2 separate regions of the Mus musculus genome follow, and region 1 is linked to region 2. The links are chromatin contacts, called in public HiCAR-type maps. All regions are on one chromosome and are shown on one strand. Each heading gives the region's core, a stretch centred on a gene start, on an enhancer-like site or on the middle of the called end of the contact. The rest is flanking DNA. Distances are from core to core; before and after follow the strand shown.

Evidence for each region. HiCAR-type assays count read pairs that join an accessible place to other places.
Region 1: a contact with region 2 is called in a HiCAR-type map of embryonic stem cells, with 2.5 times the contacts expected there. The contact joins the promoter of Zfp804a here to the enhancer-like site in region 2. A contact is called at or near these places in 1 of 39 promoter capture datasets (liver), 3 of 484 Hi-C or Micro-C datasets (embryonic stem cells, liver and myeloid progenitors) and 3 of 115 datasets of contacts at active chromatin or transcription factors (embryonic stem cells, neural progenitor cells and pancreatic cancer cells).

What each region holds. Positions count from the first base shown.
Region 1 is chr2:82,050,485-82,056,019 of GRCm38.p6, reverse strand. Zfp804a (zinc finger protein 804A) reads right to left here and starts at 2,362. Exons shown (of 4, transcript NM_175513.3): 1 at 2,119-2,362. The coding sequence starts at 2,229.
Region 2 is chr2:81,846,734-81,852,009 of GRCm38.p6, reverse strand. No RefSeq gene overlaps it. Among named protein-coding and RNA genes, the nearest start is that of Zfp804a, 200 kb to the left of the region's middle. Within about 2 kb of position 2,144, at least 18 of the 459 cell types and tissues checked have an H3K27ac peak or open chromatin away from gene starts, as enhancers often do. A contact at or near this core is called in embryonic stem cells, where this site is marked.

The sequences.
Region 1 (5,535 bases), core at 1,113-3,612, 200 kb before region 2:
TACTTAACATAATTCCTTATCAATATATCTAGACTCTCCAACTATACTTATGGGAGAGTATATATCTCATTTTTCTTACTGACAAAACTCATTAAAAAGTACTTAGAGCACATAAACATATATTCCCTATAAAGAAATTGTGTTAAATAGAGTTGATTACAATTGTGAATATTTAAATCATGAAATTCACACACACACACACAATAAATTCAAACAGGATAGCTTATAAAAGTCTGGAAAGGACTGACACGAACACCCCTACAAGTTTCAGTCATTACAGTCATGAGAAACCTTGTGAGCTTCATTTCATACTGTGTCTCTCCTGCTTCTTGTTCTGACATCTACATATATTTTGATTTATCCATCTCATTTAGGTGGCTGCTTTTAATGTGCCCATTTTAATCATGAGGTTACACCGGGAAAACTCATATTTAATCTGCCCTTTGTCAACATGAGGGAGGAAGGACTCATTAGCTTCAAATACACAGCAAATAAGTCACCACGAGCAAATCTGGTCCCTGGGAAGTCTAAGGAGACTGAAGAAGCACAATGAACAGCACTGTAACAAGTTCAGGGCTGGCAGATAACTGCTCATTTTTCTGTGAATTCTTGACTGTTTTAGCTCTGCACAATGGAAGTATCTCCCTTGTCTAGTTCTTTTGCTTACCCTTAAATTATATTTAGTTTAATGTATAATGTTGAAGAAAGGGCTGTTTAAAATATTAGCTGACCTCTCTGAGAGTCCAGACAGTTTCAATAATCCTTCTAGACTCTGCCTACCCTATAGTACTCAACTAATGATGTCTGGAGCATGGGTTCTCAGTGCAACAGAAAGAGCAAATAAACACATCCTGAACAATAAAGACATCAGGAGTACATCAAATGCACCCCATGGGTGTCTCAATCCACTTAAATCTTCAAATGAGAACTTTTCATCCTCAAAAAAATAGGGAATTATTTATTAATGCGTATATACTTTTAAACATATAAAGAATCTGGGGCTTTGAAAACTATATTCGCTTTGAGCTACGTGTGTCCTTGACTTACTCTACCTATCTTTTTCAGATAAATACTAGGAGAAATCTAGAGCAAAGTCTGCCAGTGGGCACAGACTTCAGAAAGTCTTCCACTTTTACCACCTGATTTGGGCTGGACTCTCAGTGCACATACTAAGAGAACTCCACGCTGCTGCTTTCTGCCTTTGGAGAAGTGGTTACTTCTCCTGACACCCTTGCTCATGAGAGTTGGTTCTGTAGGGAGGCTTTGCGTATGATGTGATGAGCCTTTGTGGATGATGGGAATTGGGTGGAAAGTAGAAGCTACTCCGTGCTCTCTCTATGCTCAGCACATCTTCCACTAATCAAGAGCGCTTTTCCTGCTGGGTGCTGAAGGACAAGCTGTGCTTGTCAGTGAGAATAGCTGTGTGGGTTTTGTTTTCTAACATGCTTCCTACTGTCTGTACTTGTGACACAGTGATCACCTTCCACCCATATCCCCAAACTCTAAAGTGTGACAAGCTGCAAGTAGTGGGCAGATGGGAATATTCTGCTTAGCTTCACACAGAAAACTTCTCAAGAGAAGTTTCCTGTCAGTCCTTCAGCGAAGAGCCAAGAGCCAAGAAACAAACTCATTCGGAGACCCTCACCCAATCCAGCCACTTCCCCTAAGCCACCAGCCACATGGCTCGCTGCTCCATCAGACACCCACACCTCCATTCACCTTTAAGCTGCCTAAACGGAAAGATGTCACAGGATCACTTGGGGTTAGTGATCCTTTCTATTTTTAGGAGGTCCTGTTGAAAGAAGAGGTTTATAATCTTCAGCACTGTGGAGTGTGGTGGACAGAGAGCTTCATGAAGTCTCAGGAAAACATTTAGGCAGAGCTTTCCTAAGATTCCTTCCCTTTTCTATACCCGATTCTCATCCCACGCCCATCAGATAAATAAATGAAATAAATGAATTCCTTGCAAACCAAACATCACTAAAGCTCCCAAATCCATCCGTCAACTCATCCCTCCGGATATGCCCTATTAGATGAGAGACAAATAGAAAGAGAGAGAGAGAGAGAGAGAGAGAGAGAGAGAGAGAGAGAGAGAGAGAGAGAGAGAGAATGAATTACCAGAGTTTTGTTCCCGTTCTTGCTGAGAGGGCCCCGGAAAACTCCCTTGATGTTGCGAAAGTGTCCGTTGCTGAGATGCGTGGAGCTGATGACAATGTAGTAACACTCCATGGGGCAGCCGCCGCCTCTCCTCCGCAGCCGCCGCTTCCACGCACCCGCACCCTCAGCCGCAGCCGGGGCCGGGAGGGTGGGCTGGGGATCGCGGCAGGGCGAGCGGCCGGCTGTGCGCTGGCGGCGGGCACGCGGGTTCCTTATGCCCGGCTGCGGTGCGCGCCCTGCCGCCTCCGCATGCCGGCCGCGCTCGCCTAGGCTCCGGCGCAGTGCTCGCCTGGAGATAGGAACCGGGACGTGGAGCCCCTGGGGAGGATGCAGCCACAAGGGGGGCCGGGCCGGGCGGGACCGGGCGGGAGCGGTCAGAGCCCGCGCGGTAGGGCGCAGCCGGGCAGCGGGAGCCGCCCGCGCGGCAGAGGCAGCGGTCGCAGCATCCCCCGCGCCGGGCGCCCGCACTCGCAGTCGCTGCCGCTGGCAGGCATGAGTGTTATTATAGTGCGCGGCGTTGCTGGTCCATCGCACTGAGCCAATGGCAGGGAGCCACTGGGCTGATACTGAGAGCTGTCAGAGGAGTACATCTGTCACCCGCCACCTCCCCCCCGCCTCCCCCGCCGCCGGGACCCACGGCCGCGCCAGCCTGGCCACGAGTGGGAGTGCGTCGCGACCGCCAGGGGCCGGGAGGCGACGGCCGGTTACAAGTGCGAGACTCCTGCGAGGTGCGGGCGGAGGTTGGGGGGTTGGGGAGCAACGCGACCGCAGCTTCTGCTCTGCGGGTTGGAGTGCGGGCGGGGGAGCAGGGGAAATAAATAAATTAATAATTTAGTACCCAAGCCATCCGCTTCCAATTGCAGCGAATCGGGGCAGGTGCCAGGTGCCTCTGGGTTTGGCTTAGGGGAGTCTGCGCTTTGATGCATCTTTTGTATGGAATACCCCGCACCCCCGCGCCCCCCAGTTACACATATCACAAATGCTATGTGCTAAGAGCTTGGGGGAGGGGATTTGTGGCGACGAGAGTGGAAGTAGGGAGAAGGGAGAAGCAGGGACTCCTGATGGATGTGCTCCCATTCCTGGCGCTCTCCCCTCATCCACCTCCCCTGGGAGCATCAGTTCTTCCTAAATTGCCAAAGCTGAGAGGAAAAGGATGCTTTGCGGCAAAAGAAGCCGCTGCCAGGAGCTCCCATGCCAGAGAGGTGCTGAACAAAAACAGAAGCCTTCGCCCTAGAAGCGACCTGAAAGGAAAAGCTGCACACAAACTCCTGCGCTTGTCACAGAAAGTAGGGAATCCGGTCTGCGGTCTTCAGCAGAGATTCCGGTTGGATTTTAAAGGGTCAAGGCAGCCATCAGCAAGGACTGCTTCTACCCTACCCCTTCCCAGGTGATCCACTGACCTGTGTAAGTTTAGCTCCTTTGAGGTGGTGGAGTGGGAGCACCACAGATACACACACCATAGATCTGCTACTACCATAGGACTCATTAGTCGGCACTTAAAAAGATCGATACCAGGCATGGGAGTCTGGGACATGGTGCCTTCAATGGATTTACTGAAGGCTTTATTTCCCTTTTGCTTTGAAAGGCTTAATTGGTTAAAGCAGATTCCAGACATTCTGATGCCCCCTATGACAGAGAAAACTGCAGTCCGATACAAGCTGTGTTTATCTTGTTTATCCGTGGGCCAAGACTAAAATACGGTCGAGTATGTGTGCCCTATATATAGAATTTTAGGTAACAATGACAGCCTCTTCCCCATAACCCATAATATGGTACTTAAATGAGTCTGACAGTTTGATTTCACTTCTTCAAAGAAGATAGAATGGGGGAGTCTTGCTAAAAGAGGTGGCAGTCATGTGAGTGAATTATAAATTATAGGGTATAGCGGGGGAGTGTTAGATTTATATAAAAAGAAATTTTCCATGTATCATGCTTCAATTAGAAAATACTTGATGCGTATTGATTAAACCTCATTATGAAGTGTCGGTTATTTTAGAAGAAGCAGACAAAATTTCTCTGATATCCACTTGGGGGAGTCTGGAAGTCTTGGGAGAAAGAGAAGTAGAAACTCAGAAAACTTGTGTGCTGTGGGGAGGAGGTCACCCAGAAATATGTAGAACTCAGAATGAACACAATTACGCTGGAAAAATAGTCAATATTGGAAGTTAAAGGAATTTCTGACTCTCTTCACTTGAGAATTGTTTATTATTTGTTTGTTTGTTTACCAGAGCATGTAGGCTTTCTCTGCAGGCATCACTTGAGAAGGACTGAAGACTCAACTATATATTTGAAGTTTTCAAAACATTATTAGAGAGGAAAATGTACTGAGTTCCATGAAGCAGAGCAAAGATATATCTTAGGAAAGTAAAGAGACACCCATAAAAGATTGAGCCATATGTATTTAATTTTTGTAAGTACATAACTCAAAATAACGTAAGCTAGGCTAGTTTGCAAATAATTTTTACACAGAATACTTCTGTTGTGATGGTCATATCTTTGTAGCCTAGAGCTCAATGTTTAGTTCAGAAAATGAGAAACAGCTACCTGAATTGTTCCAGGGAACACTGGACAGCAGTTGTGTCAAATGTCATATTGTTCTTTTAGAGGAAGCATGCACATGTTCATTATATGTTCACCTGTACATGCATATGTGTATAGTATGGTAATATAGACACGTGTATTTATATACCATGCACACACATATACATATACAGCCATATGTACATACTTACCTAAATAGTTATGCTGTCAATATTTTTCAGTTTGTTCACAAAATCTCAGATAATGCTGAGTGACTGCAACTCCAAGTTAATCTAATTTCTGCATCACTTGGTTGAGGCTTAGGAAGTTATCTAGACAGCAAAAGCATCTAAAGATTTATGTGACAAGAAATAGAGGCTGCATGTGAGTTCTCAGTGTATGCCTACACACAGGCATACTATAAAAATATACTCCAGTGAAAACCCTCAGCAATTTCTAGCAAGAATCATTCTCCTGTCAGAATATTTTCAACTTTTACATCCTTGATATAAAGGAGTGGGGCATTGGTCACAGGAAACCTTATTTTTTAATACATATAACAGCATCGATTTACCACCAATTCATGAAGAATGCAGTTATAAAAGAATGTCAAATAAGTGTATGGAATATAGCTATATTGTTTCTTTATACACAAATACTAACTCAGTGCAATTACCACGTTTCTATGCCTATAGTTTGAACAAGTTAGTGTTCATAGCCAAAATAGTCATTAAAATGAAAGTAGTAACCATACTTAATAGTCACTGTGGCCAGCAGGCTGTTCACCATTACAACAATATAACAAATTTTTAAGAAAACCACATTATTGTGGAAAACATGTTTCCAATACTAAGAAGC
Region 2 (5,276 bases), core at 895-3,394:
TTCTGAATTTTTAAAAAAGGGTGGCTGTAACAGTAAATGTTTTAATAATTCAATAAAATGAAAGTTATTATTTTCTCAATAAGCTGTCATGGGCTTTTAATATATTTTAATTAACTATTCAAAAACACCAGTAAGCATATTGGTATAATGATTATACTTTATTTTACCATCTCAGGGTATCATTTAAATTATGATGTATAATTTGTATACACCTGGCTGTTCTAGGTTGTGCAAAGTTTATAAGTAAGGTTATGGAAAGTCTCTAAAAAGAAATTCAAATTGATGAAAGTGCTCACCTAGGGGAAAAAGTAGTTTTTCTTTTAGCAAAAGCGAGTGGTTTGATAGACAACTCCTTATTAATGTCAGCTAATTAAGCCTGTGCTCTGTTCACTGCTTGCAAGGGTGCAGCATTTCTCTTACCTCAAGTTGCTGAGATGGCACTGATCTTTATAGAGCTTCTCAGCACTAAGATTCTAGGGAAACTCTAAGAGCTTCCTTTTTGGGTGCCCCAGCCGAGAGCTCATGATTTTTGCATTTAGTGTGATCTGAAGGAAAGTCAGAATTGAACAATAGCAGGCTGGATTCATAAAGAAAGAAAATGTGTTTATTCTAAAGATTTAGTGTTAGCTGAGCATATAGGTTATAAAGCCTCCACACTTACACAAGACATAACCTCACAAAAAGACACTGCTCAGCCTCCCTTGGGTGACCCTGTTAGAGGGCTGCAATGCCATGAGGCCTCAATGTGCCCTAAGGGATGAGCTCTGGACTCTAAAGTTTATAGAATTGTTTTATTCGCATGACATGGTGCCTTGGCTAAATTGTATCCTCTGGCTTTCATTTTAATGAGTTTTTATATTTGTGGTTTGAAATACATATAAAAAGGAAGTTTCATTTTCTTGATTTGGTGTGATTTTGTCATGATAATGTCTCTTTAAAAAATACCTCCCTCGTTTACTCCTGTGTAAACAGTTTTATCAATTTGAATCTTTTTTTTAGAGTCTTCTCCAGATTTTTTATTTTTATAGCTATTTGACTTTTAAGGAAACTTCCCTTATCTTTTCATACTAATTCTTCACTGGGGGTGTAGATGAATATACATTGGAAGTGAAAATAAGGGAGCTATGCTAAACTTACACACAACTTGTCTAAAGTTTGTAGTCGATGTCATAGGCGCAACTGACCACTTATTAGCTGATTGACTAATAATTCAACAAAGAGGAATCTGTGTGAGGCATATAGCTCTCCCTATTTCCCTAAGTTTTACTTATATGATAAGATCTTTTTTTCTCCTACAATGATTGCCTCTTTAATAAATTTATTTTATTAAATTATTTTAATAAATGTTATTTATTTATTATTTATTAATTTATTTTATCCCATAGAAAGACTAAGGATTTATATAAACAGTGGGCATTTGGTGTAGTCACAACACAGGGACAAGGTAGACCTCAAATTCAAACTCTTTGATGATACCACACACCAAGGAAGAGATAACAATCACACAAGAAGATTTTACTGTGAAAGTAGGGAAAGCAACAAAAGTTTGAAATTGAAAAACATGGAAAGTTGCAAGGTTTGGCTTTTTGTAAAACTAGAGAAGAGCTACCATCGTTTGCTTTCTATCACTGAGATTAATAACTAACCAAAACCATGTTGGGAGGAGGCGGGTATTTTAGTTTACAGCTTATCATCCCTTGAAAAGAGAAGTCGGGTGGTCACTTAAGGCAGTAAACTGGAGGCACGAACTGAAGCAGGGGCCATAGAGAAATGTTGCTTAATGAATGTTGCTCCCCATTGCTTTTTTTCCTTTTTTTTTTTTTTCCTTCCAGAGCCTGGGAATGAACTCAGGGCCCTGAGCTTGCTAGGCAAGAGCTCTACCACTGAGCTAAGTCCCCAGCCCCTCAGCTTGCTCTTTAATGTGGCTCAGAAACACACCACTCACACTGGTCTATGTGCTCATGAATCAACCATTACTTAAAAAAAAAAAAAAAGGATTATTGTATACAGTTCAATCTAAGGGTGGCATTTTCTCAGCCGGGGTAGCAGTTTTTCCCGCCTCTAAAACTTGTGTCAATATGACAAACGGGAATCAGCACTATAGCTTCTCCACATGCCTAGCCTTGATGGAGCACTCAAACGGGAAAGTATCTATGCTTCCCATTCACCGCATTCAAGTAGGGAACAAAGCAGGTTTAAGTGGAAAGGGAAACCTGTAAGCCGTGAGACATAAAATGTGCAACAGAATCTTTGCTATAAGAGTTAATTCAGTTTTGTTGAAGAATACTTTACTTGGAAAGAATCAAATTCTAATAAACTACAGAGCAAGGGGGTTATTCATCCAAAGAAGAGATGAGTTGGAATATACCTTCTATTTAGTAAGCATACAATTTTAATGAGAAAATGGAAACTGTGCTTTTTAAAGGGTGGGGAACACCGTCATAGAAGCAGGGGAAGGGAGGATGGGATAGAGGGTTTCCAGAAAGGGGGTAGGGGGGACTGGGAAAGGGGACAATATTTGAAAGGTAAATAAAGAAATATCCAATTTTTAAAAAAGACTAAAAATAAAAGATAGTGAGATAAGACCTGAATGTTTAATAATAAATAGAAAAATAGGAATTTTGACTTTTTCATGTAAATAGATATATTCTACATCACTCATTGTTCTCTTTCAAACTCATGGCCTCTTTTCCATTATTTGCTACATGCATTTATACATACATTCATACACCACACACACACACACACACACACACACACACACACAAACACAAACACACATATATATGGAACATGAATGTATTTCTAAACATAATGTCTTCACTCAGGATAATGTTCCCTGGGTTGTTTTTAGGGCTGACCATTTGGTATTGTTTAAGCAGTCGGTGTGCTCCACCCTGGGGAAGATTCTTTCTCCCACTGAGCAGTCTTTGTTTGCATGGAGTTCTTTGTGTAGGGTTGAGGCCTTTTCTCCACTGACATTAGCATATCTATTGTTTTTCCCATTGTTCATCTCCTCATCAGGCAGTCAGGTTGAATAGATTTCCTAGGAACTATAGTAGGGTTCAAATAGAGTTGATTTAAAAATCGAGAAAAACAATACAGTTAAAACTCTGCGTGAATCTGGCAACACCTGTCAGCATGTGTCAGCCTTTTCTAAACGTCTTTTCCAATCTCAATAGAAATTGTCACCGAATTCAGACCTTATCATCTGTAAATGTAAGAACTTTACTGTTCTCCTTCTATACATTGAAGTGAATCATATTAACTCTTTTAACAATACAAACATTGATTGGGTGCTTGCTAACTGAAAAGTGAGTACATGATTCAAATCTAAATGATTTAAACTTGTATTTGTGAATTTGCTCAAATGCCATTTTTTTCCCAATAACAGACAATAAAGAGTCAGACAACAAACAATAAGTTTGCATATCATTGTTGAAAATTCAAAGTAGATAATTAGGGTTTCTGCTAAAATTGTTTTTAAAAGAATATTACTTATAAAACATAGTAAAATTGGCTGTGTAAAACAAAAATCTAAAAAATTTCCAAAGCACGACTTCTAAGAATACATATTGATATAAATTATTTATACAAAATTATAAAAGATATATACTGTAGAATAGTATTAGCTAATACAGTTCTTAGCTAGCTTATAAAAATAGTGCAAATGATGCAAACAAGAACCCAGAAGGAAGCTTCAAGGTGGCTGGGATTTTCACCCACCTTTACTTACATGTCATCACCCTCATGATCCTAGTTTTAGCACTAAGTGTTACACTATCAAGGAATCATTTTAAACTTATTCTGATATCTGATTTTTTTAAATTCATATCAGGTTGACTGTCATGTTTTATAATAAGTCTTAATAGGGTTCTCAATTTAAGATGACAGAATAAATATATATTATTAGTTACAATCTTCATGAAGTTAAAATAACAATTTCATAAGCATATACATATACAAACATTTACAATACAGAGTTCAGAAGTATTTTATTCTTATTCAGAAATAACACATAAGTTATAGAAATAATTGATGTTTTGATAAATGTGATATTACACATTTTCTTCTTATCTTATCTTTTATTTATTTCTAGCTTTTAATTAAATCAATTAACCAAATGTTAGAAACTTGGCTTTGATTTATACTTTAGCTTTTCTTTATATAGATATAATATTTATATTTATGACACATAATTATTATTCAGCACCATTATTTTCTAAGCATTATAAACCATTTAACATATTCTATGATTTAGGAATTAATTAGATATTCTCAATTTATGTTAATTGGCTAATCATATAGAAACTTTTTGTATATCAAATTGTAACTTATCTGTAATTTCTTACATTTCAATCAATGCTGTTTCTCTTTTGACTCACCAACTTATTTATACTTTTGAGACTTAATAGAGACTCACTTTTGAGTATATTTCCAAGACACATCAGCTAAGAAGGCCAAGTAGATGGTAGGGCTTCTTACCAGAATGGTTAATGGACTGACAATTGACTAAATAGACTTGCAAAAAGGCCAAGAACATGAATAAATGCAGCAGGGAAATGGGATTTTTTTTCCTGTTGTTGAAAACATGGTTTGGACAAAAGATTTGGTCCAGACTTAGTTTGGTTGGCTGCCATTCTGACACAGAAATGGTTTATCCTTTGCCATCCAAGTTCTCCAGACTGTCATCTACATTGTATTGTAAGAACAAATATATTCTAGATGCCTCATGGCAATAAGTCACCCATTCTTTGATTTGACAATTTTGGCTTAATTGAGCGAGCCAGATATCAGCTGCCTAAGGTGGTCTTTCCCTCAAACAGGGCTAGCAAATTGATGGGCAAAGAAAAGGATGATCATAAAATACATTTATTGTCTAAACAGGGCTCATTCAGCAGCAAAAATGGCATTCTTCATGCTTATTTATTTAGGAACAAATGCCTTCAATGCCTTGGGAAAGTTGTGAGTTATGATCTCTGTGATTTCAATGTAGCTTCCAGATTAGTTGATGCAAAACAAGCTGGCAACAGTTACAAGCAAGAAGAGATTATACAAGAATTCAATTTGCCCATTTCTTTTTTAGAGTTATCAAGAAATCCCAACACCAAAAGACACTGTCTTGCTTCTCAGGAGTAGGGATTCTGAGACTGACTTTAGTCTACGTCTTGTTTTTGAGACTATCCTTTGTGGATATGAGGAAGGGAGCCCAGTGAAGATCTGGGTTGATTCCAGGAACCACTGCTATCAAGTTAATCCAATGCCGTGCCCATTTT